2 separate regions of the Gossypium hirsutum genome follow, and region 1 is linked to region 2. The links are chromatin contacts, called in public Hi-C maps. All regions are on one chromosome and are shown on one strand. The core of a region is the stretch at or near the end of the contact, and the rest is flanking DNA. Distances in the headings are between cores, read along the strand shown. Region 1 holds the start of LOC107950735 (protein transport protein SEC31 homolog B). Region 2 holds the start of LOC107953709.

The links. A called contact is a pair of places that touch in the nucleus more often than the background predicts.
Region 1: a contact with region 2 is called in a Hi-C map of leaf, with 1.5 times the contacts expected there. The contact joins the promoter of LOC107950735 here to the promoter of LOC107953709 in region 2. A contact is called at or near these places in 2 of 34 Hi-C or Micro-C datasets (both in leaf).

Annotation. Positions count from the first base shown.
Region 1 is chrA08:8,517,482-8,521,830 of Gossypium_hirsutum_v2.1, reverse strand. LOC107950735 (protein transport protein SEC31 homolog B) reads right to left here and starts at 2,197. Exons shown (of 21, transcript XM_016885669.2): 1 at 1,497-2,197; 2 at 391-445; 3 at 123-245. The coding sequence starts at 1,813.
Region 2 is chrA08:8,231,203-8,235,443 of Gossypium_hirsutum_v2.1, reverse strand. It overlaps LOC107953709, which reads right to left and starts at 1,671. Exons shown (of 3, transcript XM_016889099.1): 1 at 1,546-1,671; 2 at 1,385-1,473; 3 at 1,028-1,303. The coding sequence starts at 1,569. The coding sequence ends at 1,156. It overlaps LOC107950686 (pentatricopeptide repeat-containing protein At3g53170), which reads right to left. Exons shown (of 3, transcript XM_016885593.2): 2 at 3,624-4,241; 3 at 1,868-3,258. The coding sequence ends at 3,215.

The DNA of each region.
Region 1 (4,349 bases), core at 948-3,447, 290 kb before region 2:
TTAATCTTGATTCTATAAATGGCTCAGAATCAAAAGACAATGGCCATGCAATACTTTTCCACAGTGAGCAGATAGATGAAGGAAGTTTACAATTCAACAAGCTACTAATGATTGCCACAGACCTTAAGAGGCGGAAAATGAGACGGTTGTGCAGGTGCTGACAAATCCCAGATGCAGATTTCACCATCATCAGCCCCAGATGCTAGTAAGTTTGAAGCAATGGCATTGAACTCGAGACCACGAACCTAAAAGTATGAGGAAAAGAAAAGAAGAAATATACCATGACATCTTCAAATGCTAGATGATAAATATCATATATGTCAAAAAGCTAGAGGATTTATTACACGCATAGACACACACAAAAAAAAAAAAGGAATAAAGGAAACTCACAGGTCCTTTGTGTCTAGAAAGACGTCCAACAATAGCTTGTTCACTTGACATAGAGCTGAAGAAATTGTTATGTTTAAACCAAATTATCATGTTGTTTCAAACCGAATAAGACAGTGCTAATGTCAAAATAAAAATCCCAAAACAAAATGAGATTGCTAAAGGAAATACAGAGCAATAAATACTAATAATTGGCAAAAAAAACATAGGAAAATGTGAAAGTAATCAATCCCAATCACCTAGAAAAACAAAGATCATAAATGAATAGATAAAAGAATTAAATATTCTATAACACAGGGTCTCAAATAAGAATCATTTTAATCATAAATTTTCTCCAAAAAAGATGATATTCTTTTCCTTCTAGTTCTTCGTCTCTAATAAATTACAACTAGATCCAGATTAACCAGCAACCCAATGCCAACAAGAAGAAGAGTTTCTGCTCAATAACCAAATTCTTTTATAAATGATCCAGTCAAACTAACACAGAACATTCAATGCTCATGAAACGTGAAGTAAAACTTGAATGTAGCCTACTAAAGACAATGCCAAGATCAGGCACAACAAATTACCAGACATTTTATCCAACTTATTCCACATGGCACAATAAAGCAAGCCATTAACAGTTTATGAGGGAATTAAGTTTCGAAAGCACTCAGTCAGAAGTCACTTTCAACCAAACACTCATCAAATCCAGTTATAATAAGTAATCTAGAACTCGCGAATCATGGGCACATTATTACAATATCAGATCATGAAAAAGCTAGCCTCGAAGTAAAGAAGCCCAAAAACTTGAATAACCACTTGCTGTAGATAAATAACAAAAAATACTAAATTAACACAAGACAAAAACGATTATTGGAAATCCATATAAATAAACGCGTGAATATAAATTTGATAAGAGATCAGTACAATCCCAAGTAGATGGAAAGCAGTCACAATTTTCCCATCCAAACAAACATCATACACTTAAAACCTGCAATATAGCCACTTGACTTATTCTAGTGCCCAATTCTTTCACTACATGTCTAATTTAACCGAAATTTAAAGTAAACTAGATTAAATCGACCGATATGTACATTTTATAGAAAGATAAAAAAGAAAAAAAGTACCGTATCAGGTTTGAGGGGTTCCAAAGATCGATATTGCCATCAACGAGTCCACCAGCAATGAGCCCGAGTGAAAATTCATCGGAACCAGATCCGTTCTTGCCCCAAGCGAGGCGGTTAAATCGCTCTGAGCTGGGGCACTCGCCTACCAAAGGAAGCTCGCGATCATCACTCAGGAAATCAAACTTGAATATCTCGAGATTCGCGGATGAGCTAAAGGACATATCCACCGCCCCAGCCATTGTCCCCGCTGCCATGTAGGGAGCGTCCGGCGCCATTGCCACTTGCGCCGATCTGTTCACCCCTTTTATACACGCCATTAGATTAAAGGCAAATTTTACACTACGTTATCCTCCCAAAATACCTATCAAATAATATATCGATGCCGCGAGAAATAAACAAAGACCGATAGCAATTATCGGCACATATGTGAATTGATACGGAAGAAGCTCAAAGAGAGATATGATTTGGATTAATATGGTGAGAATTTGAAGGATTAGGGTTTTGATCTAATTTCGGGAATTCAGAAAGAGGGAAAAAAACACTGTGTAGCGAGGTTTCCTTTTTTTTTTTTTTTTTTGAGGGGGGGGGCGATTTTCTGAATTCTGTTTTCTCTTTCGACTGATTGATGGAGGAGAGTGGTAAAGTGGTAATTTTATGAATGGTTTCTTTTTATTTTGGTTTTGTGCGGCCGCTGCTGTGGTCGTTTTTATGTTTTGTTCGAGTAACGAATGTCTATAACTCGGACAAAGGATGGAACTGTGAAAGTGCAGATGATTATAGGATTAATTCCACCAAACGCCTATAAACTTTCTTCCACATTTTAAAATAGTCCTAAACTTCATTCAAATTGAAATTTCAAAATATCAAAATTGTATCCATCAGCTTGTTTTTCAATTCTAGCCATCAATTTAAATGTTAAACATCAATTTGAATGTAACATGAAACATATTTAAAATATATAAATAAGAGGATAATGCGCTTCAACGCATTTGAACTTATGTCTTCCTACATTGAGAACAATGTCGATGACAATCAAACTAAGATAAATATGTATATATAATATGATCCACATATTTTAAATATCCTTCTTGCCAAATTTGAGCTGACAATGATATTTGGTTCAAGGAATGTAAGATGAATGTCGGGTATGTTACTTACATTGTCCTATTTAAATCATTTGGTTAAAATATAAGATTATGTAGAAACATGTTTTATTAAATTATTCTTGTTATAAAATTTGTTTATTTTAGCAAGTTTAATTCTTTTAATGTTTTTTAATCTCAGAATTTCATAAAATTATGATAAAATTTGATTTTTTATTATAATTTATATATTAATAAGTAAATATATGATGTTGAAATAATTTCATAAATTATAGTTAATATACTAAAAAAACTTTAGAGTGAATATAATAATTATAACTTTTAAGTATGACATCTATTGTTTCGCTATTAAGAAAAATAAATATACTTGTTTTTAATTGGATTTAAAATTTTTTTAAAAAGGATGAAGTTGGTTAAAATAATAAAACTAAATGATAAATTGATCCAAATTAAAAAATATCGCCTATAATCTAAGATAACTTAAGGAATGGGTGGCATTAATATTACACTTTATATTACTAGATGATCAAAATGTTGAAAATTGAAATAATATAATCTTATTTCAAAATGTAAAATTATAAGACATAATGTTACATTCGGTGAACCACACGCATCCTTAATGGTAAAACTAATTATTAATACAATGAAATATATTGATTAATGTTATATTGATATTTAAAAGTTTCAAAATTTAGAGATTAAATTTAAAATTTGAGTATGACTCAGAGATGTATGATGCATTTAAGACTAATTATTAAGGATAACACGAGTGATACTTGCAGTGAAGAAAGACATTGGTTTTCCAGCACATCAAATCAGAACACGGCAAGGGAATCTACAATCTTTACCTTTGACTTTATCAACGCAAAAAGACTAAAAAGACCCTAGGTTTAGTGAAATGAAATCCGAAAAGAAAGGGTTCTGTCTGGTTTTTGGATGTATTTTTGTAGACTCTTTTTCTTCCTTAAGCGTATACTGTTAGTGGGAGAAATTTTGCTTAAAAATAAAAATTAAATTGTATATTTTAACGATAATAAAAATATAATTTAATTAATTTAATATATTTTTATAATTTTTAAAGAGTTATATTAAATTTTTATTATTTTTATTAAAGTGTAATTTTAATATTATTAATTAAAATTTTACTATTTTAGTAGGTCATGTCCCTAAGTCTCTAGTAAGCTTCGTCAGTGTATATTCTCTCATTGAAATGAATTTATTTATGTCGCCAATTTTAGTTTCTCTACTTTTTAATTATATAAAAATAGTTAAATTTTAATTGTGGTCTTTTTACTATGTTGAAATTTGAGATTTGATCTCTATATTTGATATTTTTATATAATTTGGTATTTCAACGTTTACAATATCATTAATTAATCTAAATATTTTATTCTAATTAAAATGTTGACGTAATTTAAAGAATCGTTAACATCGTTAAATTTTTTTGTTAAATTCCAATCCATTATATTGCTATTTTTTGTGACATGATTATTGAGTGAGTACTTTCTAAAAAAATTTAAAATGTCACATCAATAAATTTAATGGAAGAATTTTAATGGTGTTAACAATTGAATTTAAACTTTTAAAATTAAAAAATAGATTGAGTAAATTCTTAAAAATAAAAAATTAAAGATTAAACTTCGAATATACAGATTGTACATATTGTAACTTTTAAATTTTAACTATTTAGTCCAAACTAATTAACTTTATGCAAAACGTGGGTCAAAAATCGTACTAATTATTATGTAAA
Region 2 (4,241 bases), core at 422-2,921:
TTGTAAATGTTGTTTAGGCTGTTTGATTAGCAACACAAAGGTAACTTCAGGAATTTACTGAAATCATCTAAAATGAATTAAGATCCAAGATTTATATGAATGAAACCGTTCATAATTTTGAGCTTAACATATTTTCTGTATCCCAAATAATTTATCACATTTGTCATTCTTGCTTAGATTTTTTGTCCCCTGATTTCTCAAATTAGGTATATATATATGATATTTTGTAATATGAGTTTTGGAATGTAATTCAATTTTGATAGTTGAATTTCAAAAATGTTGTTTTTGTTCGGCTATAAATAATTTGTTTGATTGTTTTTCATGAAATTATTATAAAATTAGGAGAGGAAATGATAACAACAAAGTCTGAACGTTGGTCTTTAAAGTGTCCAACCATTGTTATTGGGAAAATTAATAAAAACTGCTTTATATAATTCGGTAACCCTAAATATATGCTTTGTTTTGCTTTTATCTCCTAAAATCACCATACTCTAACCTTATCAATGAGAGTTATACATAGCATTATCGACATCTACTTAAAAATATAAATACTTGTTATTTTTTTATTTACTACAAACGTTTGGATATCTCTAACATACAACATACCTATTGTCATAGGAGTTTTTTAATCTATCAGCATCTGGTTTTTTACTTTAATCTGTGAAATTTTGTTTAGATTAATTAAATTTTTTTCCATCATATATGTGAGTAGAATGATTGAAATATTATTAATTTGAAGATTTTAAAGTTTATAGACTATGAATGACATCAATATAGCATCCAGAGCCACCAAAACAGCCTGCTTTGCTCTCAATGCCCTCAACAGCAGCCCCGCTCTTCTTATAATTTTTCTAATAAACGTCACTTTAATTATCTTTTTCATATATTATATTGTTACGTTGCGTCCGAATTATCCAAGTAAAGATTGTAATTATTTTGTGCTCATATTTTGGAATCTTGCAATTTCAGCCTAGTTATAGCAACCTACATGTGTCATATGTAGTAAATAATTTGTTATATACAAATATAAATATAAACCTTAGTTCTTTATTCAATCCAAATAAAACCCCAAAAAAATGCAAAATACATATTGATATCTTGTTATTCATACACAAATTCATGTAAACCAGAGAGGGTATAATCCATTTGAACTGCTCATTTATCTTCAGAGAAGAAATGGTTAATGGCTGGCATGACTTCAGGGGGACGTGTTCTTAGGAATTTACGAAGCCCATGTTCTGCATATTTTTCTCCTTCCTTATAGTTTTCTAGCACTGCTTGGCTACGATCAGATTTGTTGATCCTGCAAAAAATTAACAATTTTGAGACCCAAAAATATACTTGTTTACGTAAGAAAAATTATGATTAAAAAACAAAAAAGTACCTGGCAGCAGGATTTAAGAAAACGTTCCTTGTAAGCTGAAAGATACACATGCTAGTTACAAAGGCCATGGCTCCTACTAGAGGGTACACCTAAGAAAAAAAAAAGCCAATTAACCAAAGAAAATAAAATAATAAAATATAAATTATTCATTTTGTCCATACCTCTGGCTTCATCCAACGCCCCATAATGAACACTTTTTTCTTTTTTCGTGTGGTTGGTGAAAATAAACCTTGAAAAACTGTAGGGTGGATTTGTTTTGTATAGGCAGAATTTGGTGATTGAAAGTGCAATTTGAGTATTTATATGAAAAAGGCAGGCCAGGGAAGTTTACGATGGCTGGTTGGCTTGACCTGTATTTCAGTGGGCTACATTTAATATTTTGACTTAACCCTTAAAATGAGACCCAAAACCATGTGCTAAAGCCTATGGTTTTTTCTTGAGTTGATAACTTTGGAATATATTATCTTTTATTGCCTTATTGGCCTTGACTAATTTGGGTTTCTTTGAATTTAATGACTCTATAGAATGTTCCCAGTTCGTTTTTAGAACAAATCCAATTAGAACTTTTTAAAAAAAAATTAAATTTAGTAATCCCAAGGAACTAAGAAGATCATTTCCTTTCTTTCTTGATATTAGAAATTTCTTAAGGACATGGACTTTTTCTGTGTGGCTGTTCCAAATATACCCATCATTACAATCGGTTAATTTCTTAAGTTGCTATTCAATTAAAAAAGAAAATTCAACCTAAGCTTATCTCTCACATCTTTGATGACATTTATTATAGTATGAAATTAACAAATCAAATTATATTTGGACAGATTCACTATAAAGATCAAATTCATGCCATTACTTAATATCTTCTTCATGCGTTGCTTACAGTTCTGTTAGAAGCGTGGCCGTAAACATGACAGTACTAAGAACTCATTAACAACTCCATATCCCTCAAACAAAAGGGTGATCTTAGCTACACATGCCTTGCAATGATGTCCCAAACCCTACCAACTCAGATTTCACCTGCAATGTGTAAATGTATATACCTACTCTTGTATTGCATGAGTTCGAGTTAAGAGAGGACATTGGTTAAAGTTTGCACCCCAATGCTGCTTCGGCTTCAGAAAGTTAAAAAAGTTTCATATTATTGGGCTCTGCCTGTGCTCATCAGGGTGTCTGCTCAGATTGATAGCTCCATTAGAAGTTTCTTAGTTGGTTCAGTTAGAGAGAGAGAAAGGTCTCAACTGTCAACCATGAATGGCCCCAATTCAACACAAAGTACCCAAACCTAACGGCTATACCTGATCCTGTTCCAACACAAAATATTTACATACTAGTATATATAACAAATGGTTTTGCTTTCTTTCGCATTACACTATGACAAACAGATTTACATTCCACTAATTAGGAACTTTTCCCCCCTAAGGCCTTAAAAATACAAATGCAATGCAATGATATACAAAAGTAACGGAAGGAAGGGCATGGTTAGAAAGTAGTACCAGCCTCCTTCCTCAGTAGTCATCAGTTCGACAACCATCTTCCTCTCATTGCTCCCCGCACCTTCTACAGAAACTGCAAGTTGCAAATCAACATTCTTCAATGATTATTGTCCTACACATTACTTTTCCAAGTATGTTTATCTGATTGGTACATGCCCATTTCATAATCATAGTTCTTTAGTTAATCCATCTAATGGACACATCTCAATCAAATAAAGGAATTGTTTTACTTGAATCGGCATTCCATTTGAGTACCATCATTGAAGGCAGTTTCTTCAATCATACTCCACTTAAAATCTCATCTCTACCATCTCCATCACCTTCAACATTGCATCCTAATTCACAGATCACATGACCTCATTCTTCTCATCTCCTTCACCATAACTGCCAAAATTTCAAGAAAACAGCAATCATGTAAGAAACGTGGTCTTGCAAAATACAACATTTGTCTCATTGAACGCTTTGATTTGAGCAACTTGATCCAATTAATAATCTGTTTACTAAATCACAAAAAAACAGAAACCACAAATCAGGAGTCAAATATTAATTGTCACCATTTGCTTAGTGCTGTTCTTTCTATTGGATACAGACAATAGAGACTACGAAAAGAGCTTGTAGTTAAATGACCTTTAAGTTCAATTCTTGACAAGTATTAAACAGAACAGAAAATATCTGAAGTTGATTTGAAGTTAGAAAAGTATAGAATTACACAGATAGGACAGAGCATTTGAGCCAATGCTCAAACATACCTAAACATTTGCTTGTGTTGTTGATCAACTTGTTTTGTAAATCTTGAGCAGCTTCAATCATGCCTTGAGTGTTGTAGGCTTGAATCATAGTTGCAAAAGTGATGTTATCCGGCATGCATTTTTTCTCTTTCATCAACATAAACAATTCAGCCATCCTTTTAATGTCATCAACCTGACCATAGGCACTGATGATACTAATGTCATCAACCTGACCATAGGCACTGATGATACTGTTAAAAAAAGGGGTATCGAGTATCACATCAGAATTCTCCACCTGCCTCAAAATTGAACCAACCTTCTTAATTAACCCAGCCTTAGAGTAAGCACTAACAAGAGAACAATACGTAATAGCATTTGGCTTCATTCCTTTATGCTTCATTTCCTTGAAATATTCCTCCATCTTCTCAATCTTTCCGGCCTTTCCTAATACTTCAATAACAATATTATAAGTAACAATGGTGGGGGAGAAAAATCTTTTACTCATGAACTTCATGACCGAACCCATCTTCTCATACATGCCTGTTTTCCCAAAAGATTTAATAAGGATGTTGAAAGTGTTAATGTCAGGTCTTATCCCCATTAGCTGAAATTCTTCATACCACTTTTCCATCTTCTCAA